Linked DNA regions of Oryctolagus cuniculus: region 1 is linked to region 2. The links are chromatin contacts, called in public Hi-C maps. All regions are on one chromosome and are shown on one strand. The core of a region is the stretch at or near the end of the contact, and the rest is flanking DNA. Distances in the headings are between cores, read along the strand shown. Region 1 overlaps TJP1 (tight junction protein 1). Region 2 overlaps TJP1 (tight junction protein 1).

The links. A called contact is a pair of places that touch in the nucleus more often than the background predicts.
Region 1: a contact with region 2 is called in a Hi-C map of psoas muscle, with 5 times the contacts expected there. The contact joins two enhancer-like sites. A contact is called at or near these places in 3 of 6 Hi-C or Micro-C datasets (ear pinna, psoas muscle and an unstated tissue).

What each region holds. Positions count from the first base shown.
Region 1 is chr12:11,133,942-11,137,160 of mOryCun1.1, reverse strand. TJP1 (tight junction protein 1) reads right to left here. Exons shown (of 28, transcript XM_070053525.1): 7 at 977-1,080; 8 at 1-54. Among named protein-coding and RNA genes, the nearest start is that of ENTREP2, 140 kb to the left of the region's middle. Within about 2 kb of position 1,655, at least 1 of the 8 cell types and tissues checked has an H3K27ac peak or open chromatin away from gene starts, as enhancers often do.
Region 2 is chr12:10,953,091-10,956,370 of mOryCun1.1, reverse strand. The region is part of intron 2 of TJP1 (tight junction protein 1); the gene reads right to left. Among named protein-coding and RNA genes, the nearest start is that of TJP1, 35 kb to the right of the region's middle. Within about 2 kb of position 1,795, at least 1 of the 8 cell types and tissues checked has an H3K27ac peak or open chromatin away from gene starts, as enhancers often do.

The DNA of each region.
Region 1 (3,219 bases), core at 406-2,905, 180 kb before region 2:
TATCAACGTCTTCGCATCAGTCAATGACATATTTTCTGTCACCGTACCATTTATCTGCAATGGAAAGAAAAAACTACAGGTTGAAATTAAGTGGCAAATAGGATACAAATGTTAACTTAGTCTATTACAGACAGAATTATTCAAACTAGTGTTAAGAATCAAAGTATCGGCCGGCACCGCGGCTCACTAGGCTAATCCTCCACCTTGCGGCGCCGGCACACTGGGTTCTAGTCCCGGTCAGGGCGCCGGATCCTGTCCCGGTTGCCCCTCTTCCAGGCCAGCTCTCTGCTGTGGCCAGGGAGTGCAGTGGAGGATGGCCCAGGTGCTTGGGCCCTGCACCCCATGGGAGACCAGGAGAAGCACCTGGCTCCTGCCATCGGATCAGCGCGGTGTGCCGGTCGCAGCGCGCTGGCTGCGGTGGCCATTGGAGGGTGAACCAATGGCAAAGGAAGACCTTTCTCTCTCTCTCTCTCTGTCCACTCTGCCTGTCAAAAAAAAAAAAAAAAAAAGAATCAAAGTATCCCCTTTATACTTTTCTGAATTATTTCAGCATTCCATCTTCCTCAAACTATCACATCTTTACAACACTGTTGCTGTTAGAAAAAGCCAAATTAGCATCCCTTGGCCCCTCCCAAAATCCTGTTCTGTTCTATAACTCATAAGCAAACCAATAAAACAAACATTTCTATATTTTCCGCAGCAACAGTCAAAACCACTTAATGTGTAAGAGCAGACTTGTCTACCTACAAAGTCATTTCTGCTGCTGAATGATACACATCTGTAGCAATTAATTCTTCCAGGATGATCTCATACCCAAAGCCTCAGAGGCATGCTCAGAGGCGTGCTGGGTCCCTGGTCCTCAGACACTGACTTTGAATTCTCGGGGGTGAAACAGCTTCGGACACCAGCAGCGCTATGGTAACTCTGGCACCTGCTTTCTGGTTGGGGTCATTAGGATGAAACAATATGACTATACCTTCAATACAACATCACCTTCTTGAATGTTGCCATCTCTTGCTGCCAAACTATCTTGTGAAATTTCCTTTACAAATATGTGGCTGGCCAATCGAAGACCATATTCTGAAATAAATATATTTAAACATCTTTATTGTAAAATCCCAAGACAGAGTTTTAAAGGCATAAGACTATTAATCCACACACAAGAATTTTAAAATACAATGAATCATCAGAAATTATTCTTGCCCACTCTGCAATTATGACATTCTATCTAATCATCAGAAAGTCTGCAATGTCATCCTGAGATCAAAGTGGAAGTGTGCGCTACAAACAAAATATTTTTGTGCTGAAAGGAAGAAAGGCCAGAAGAGAACATCATTTTTTGACCACGAGTTTCTCAGAATGAATATGACTCTAAAAAGCAAGCTGGTTGAGGCCGGACACTCTGGGGGAGTCTGACCATTCTATGGATGACGATTATTGATAGTCACTTCTGTTCTTCCAAGCTCCTGGAGGAGTATTTCTGATCCTGCACACATCTGGTTCTGGAGCCCTAGTCAGAGACGCAGTGTCCACTACTTTGTATGAGCCCACAGGCTGACATCCACCAGGCAGACGTGAGCAGGAGACCGCGTGCCAAGTCCTTCCTCTATACAAACAGTGCAGCGCACAGCAATGAGGCAGCAGTAACTCTGTGGGCCAGGGAGTGGTACAAAGTTGAAGACGTCACCGGGAGAGTCCAGAGAACCAGAATAGGTTCTGCCAACATCTCTATAAAAAATCTTTTTACAACACAACTATCAGTATAAGGTCACTAGGAAAAGGACTGTCCTTGACTGTGCGAGGAGAGAAAGACGACTCTGAGACTTACTAGATTCAACACATAAACACCAGGACAGAACAGTGCTTTTAATAGGGGATAGATTAGCAGACCTGCCACTCAAGTGCCTTAAAAGTTACACCACAGTTAAAGTTTAACTTAAGATAAATATACCGAGAGTGAGTATAAGCAGGAAGACAGTGGGGGTGGGGAGGAATTACTGTTTACAAGATGCAGGCAAGGAATTAGGCAAATAGCTATATGTGCTTTGGAAATGGCCATTACTTCACACAGGGACAGAGCAGCGGTTAAGGCTTATCTTATTCAAGGTTAAAAACTTATAGCTGGCACCGCGGCTCACTAGGCTAATCCTCCACCTTGCGGTGCCGGCACACTGGGTTCTAGTCCCGGTTGGGGCGCCGGATTCTGTCCCAGTTGCCCCTCTTCCAGGCCAGCTCTCTGCTGTGGCCAGGGAGTGCAGTGGAGGATGGCCCAGGTGCTTGGGCCCTGCACCCCATGGGAGACCAGGGAAAGCACCTGGCTCCTGGCTCCTGCCATCGGATCAGCGCGGTGTGCCGGCCGCAGTGAGCTGGCCGCGGCGGCCATTGGAGGGTGAACCAACGGCAAAGGAAGACCTTTCTCTCTGTCTCTCTCTCTCTCACTTTCCACTCTGCCTCTGCCTGTCCAAAAAAAAAAAAAAAAAAAAAACTTATAAACGACCATTAAATATTACTTACAGATTATTCTGGTCATTTATCCCAAATATTTCCTGGGGAACGTAACTATGCCAGGCACTACACATAAAGTAGAAAATGACAAACAGTCCCTGTAAGCCTGGCAACCTGCCTTGTCAGTAAAGAAAAAGGCGTTACTATGGCAATCACAAATGTGACAAGCAGTTCAGACAGTGGAAATATGAGCATGCCTCAAAAGGTTCGCTGAAATAGAATTACAAGGTAAGTTTATTTTCACACATAAAAAAATTTAAATCCATGAATAGATTTCTCATAATATACATTTTCCACGAACCTTCTGAAGACCCCTTGTACAGGGCACTGCATACAGTGGGGTCAGAGTAGGCCACTCTGAGGAAGAAATGCTAAAGGCAGAACTTTAAACAGGAAACAGAAAATCATACCAGAAGACTGTGCTGAATTTGGGGTGGGGGAGAGGGTGGGGGAGCATGGCGTTGATGCAATGATTTAAAACAAACATACAGAGAAGTACGAAGGGAAGCACGTGGCAGGTTGGATGAAATCCTAAGTGTAGGATGGTTGAGACTAGGAAGCAACAAAGACAAGGAAACATCACAGAGCACGTCACAGAGTCTGCAGAACCCACTGAAAGGGACCCGGGGACCAGGCACGAGGCTGAGTGAGCCCACGAGAGATGGTGGCGGCTTGGAAAAGGGTGGTAGTAGCAGACAAAGACAGAAGTGGGAT
Region 2 (3,280 bases), core at 546-3,045:
CGAAGTCAAGTTACCCAATGCTGCACCTAAGTGAGGCATCAGATGAAGGATGGCGTGGCCCCGCCCCAGGCAGGAGCCCGCCCTTCCCGACTCCGTGTAGCTCACTGGCACAATCAAGAGGAGACACGTTTGAATCACTCCAACGCTCCGCTGTGAACAGGCTGGCTTCCCACGGCACCGTCTAGAGTGAAGCACGTTTACATAGAAGCCTGTGGCTAAAACAAGCCTTTAAAAATGTGAACAGCAATAACGAGAATATACTGAATTATGTGATTTCTGAAGTGTTGCAAATTAATTTTCATGCCAAAACAGCATGAAAAGACGAATGATTATGTGTCACCTAATCGAATGCAGTAACTCTGAAGTGCACAGTTAGAGAGGGAAACAGTGAAAAGTTTTAACAGCTAGCTCATGGCTTTCATTCTCTAATTACAATACATCTCTCAACATCTAACATGGGATTCAACTCCAGAGAGCAAAGTCAGCAAATGCTTCCCGACATGGCTGAGGCCACAGTGAAACGTGACGATGAGCATCAAAGAGAGCTTTTTTATATAAAAAAAAGATTTATTTATTTATTTATTTATTTAAAGTCAAAGTTACACACCGAGAGAAGGAGAGGCAGAGAGAGAGGGAGAGAGGTCTTCCATCTGCTGGTTCAAACCCAGATGGTAGAGCTGCGCTGATCCAAAGCCAGGATCCAGGAGCTTCCTCTGGGTCTCCCATGAGGGTGCAGGGGCCCAAGGACTTGGGCCATCCTCTACTGCTTTCCCAGGCCACAGCAGAGAGCCGGACTGGAAGAGGAGCAGCCGGGACTAGAACTGGCACTGATATGGGATGCCGGCACCGCAGGCGGCGGTTTTACCCGCTACGCCACAGCACCAGCCCACAAAGCAGGATTCTTAAAACAGCGAAAACAAAAAAATCCCATGTGGAGCACAGGTAAAGAGCCAGCTTTAAATAATGAATTTCACGCCGGCACCGCGGCTCACTAGGCTAATCCTCCGCCTAGCAGCGCCGGCACACCGGGTTCTAGTCCCGGTTGGGGCGCCGGATTCTGTCCCGGTTGCCCCTCTTCCAGGCCAGCTCTCTGCTGTGGCCAGGGAGTGCAGTGGAGGACGGCCCAGGTGCTTGGGCCCTGCACCCCATGGGAGACCAGGAAAAGCACCTGGCTCCTGGCTCCTGCCACCGGATCAGCGCAGTGCGCCGGCCGCAGCGCGCTGGCCGCGGCAGCCATTGGAGGGTGAACCAACGGCAAAGGAAGACCTTTCTCTCTGTCTCTCTCTCTCTCACTGTCCACTCTGCCTGTCAAAAAAATAAAAATAAAAAAAATAATAAAAAAATAATGACTTTCACTACACAATAACAAGGGGGGTGGGCAGCACTTTCCTTTTCATCCCAAAGAACAAAACAGAGCCAGCGCTGTCGCTGTGTCCCCGTCTTCCGGTGAGCACAGCTCTGGGCTCAGGGCGGCTCAGTTCCCCTCTGCCCTAAGCAGCTTCAGGTCCTCACTCACGTCCAGCGATTGCAGCAACCGACCCAGCCTCACACTGGAACCACGTGGCTCTGCCAGCCCCATCTCAGCACCTAAATGGGGCTCTGAGGGACATGAAGTAGGAGCCAGGAGACAGAGCGCTTTTAAGCACAAAGGACCTGAAATGGACGGCCGGCCCAGGCTGCTGAGCTGCCCTGCCCCCCTGTGGCCGGCTGAGCGGCCAGCGCGACCGGCCAACCCGCGCTGGGGCTGGGGCAGCAGAGTCCCTGTGCCTGTCAGCTCCCTGAGGAGTTGGGATAAAATAAGCGGAAGCGTGCCTTTCCCGAGGTCAGGGTCTTAGCCACAGTGAACGCGCCATGGATGACGGTTCAGCCTACTCTGTCCCCTGCGAGGGGAGGGCGCCCCCCAGAGTCTCGGCACAGGGACATTCGAGCTGGGAGGCCCTGCTGAGGTCTCACTGAGATGCTGTCCTGCCGGCTCCCAGCCATCGGCACCGCATGTGGCCTCGTGATTAGCAGGAAAGGTCACCTGACTCTCCTTGTACGGGGTGGGCGGGGTGCCTGAGGCGTCTCGGCACTGCAGCTGTGTACCCTCTCTGCAGAGACCCTCCCACCCCCAGCAGCCCAGGGTCTCTCCCGGAAGCTCCCAGCCCCTCTGGTCCACATTCTACCCTCTTTCCAAACCAGAGCCGGGCTGTACCCAGAGACAGCCATTTCCAGGCCTGCAACTCTGTCCACCCCTCACGCCAGGGCAGGCTCTCCGCACGTCTGCAGGTGAAACTCACTGCCCAGCGACTGAGTTGCCGGAGGAGGCGGGGACACCGTGTGGCCACATGCCAGGTGCCAGAGCCCTGAATTCGCAGGCTGAAATCCACAGGACCGAGGTGATGGCATTAGGAGGTGTGGCCTTTGGGAAGGGGTTAGCTCCTGAGGGGGGGTCCTCAGGCCCCCATGAAAGAGGGAGGCCTCAGGGAGCTGGTTCACCCCGTCTCCCATGTGAGGACGGGGGCCCTCACCAGACACCGAATCTGCCTCCTTCCCAGCCTTCCCCGCCCCCGGGAACGGTGAGAAACCCACTTCTGTCATTTCGATGCCGCTCGGGTCATGGGGTTACATCACAGTGAACCAAAGGACTAGGGCAGCACACATCTGAAAACCGATCTGTCGCCCAAGCCAGCCAGGGGCTCTCGAGGGGGACTTCCAGAATCAACAGGGAAAGTCTGCCAGGACGGGGGCAGTCTGCTGACCCCGCCCAGGCCAGCCTCTGCGGGATCTGTCACAACTGCAGGGACCCTAACCACAGCACCTCGTCTCTCCCTTCCCTCTCGGGCGGCCTTCTCGGGCCCACCCCAGGCCAGGGTAAAGGGCGGGCATGCACACAGCCGGGCCTCACCAAGCGTCTGCCAATTACTACCAAGTGGGGGCCTCTCCCCAATGGAACACAGAGCTAGCAAACAACGCATCCCGACACGCCTGCTTTCCATTGTAGTACTCAGAAGTCGCTGAGAACCAGTGTGTTAAACGGCTCTCATTCTGATGCCCGGAACAGGACGCCTGTTCAAAGGCAAGCACCTCCAGGCCCTCGGTGGACTGGAGCCGTGTGTGTGCACAGATGCACTACTTGCCCCTCTGGACGATTTGTTCTATCCGATAACAAACATGGAAATCAAATAACTGTGCTCATGGAGTAAAAGGCAATGAAATAACGAAAGATCAACTCTGGAAAAGTGATGCAGATCGCTATTAGATAGAACAATTTTCATACAGTCACTCGTCAACACACATG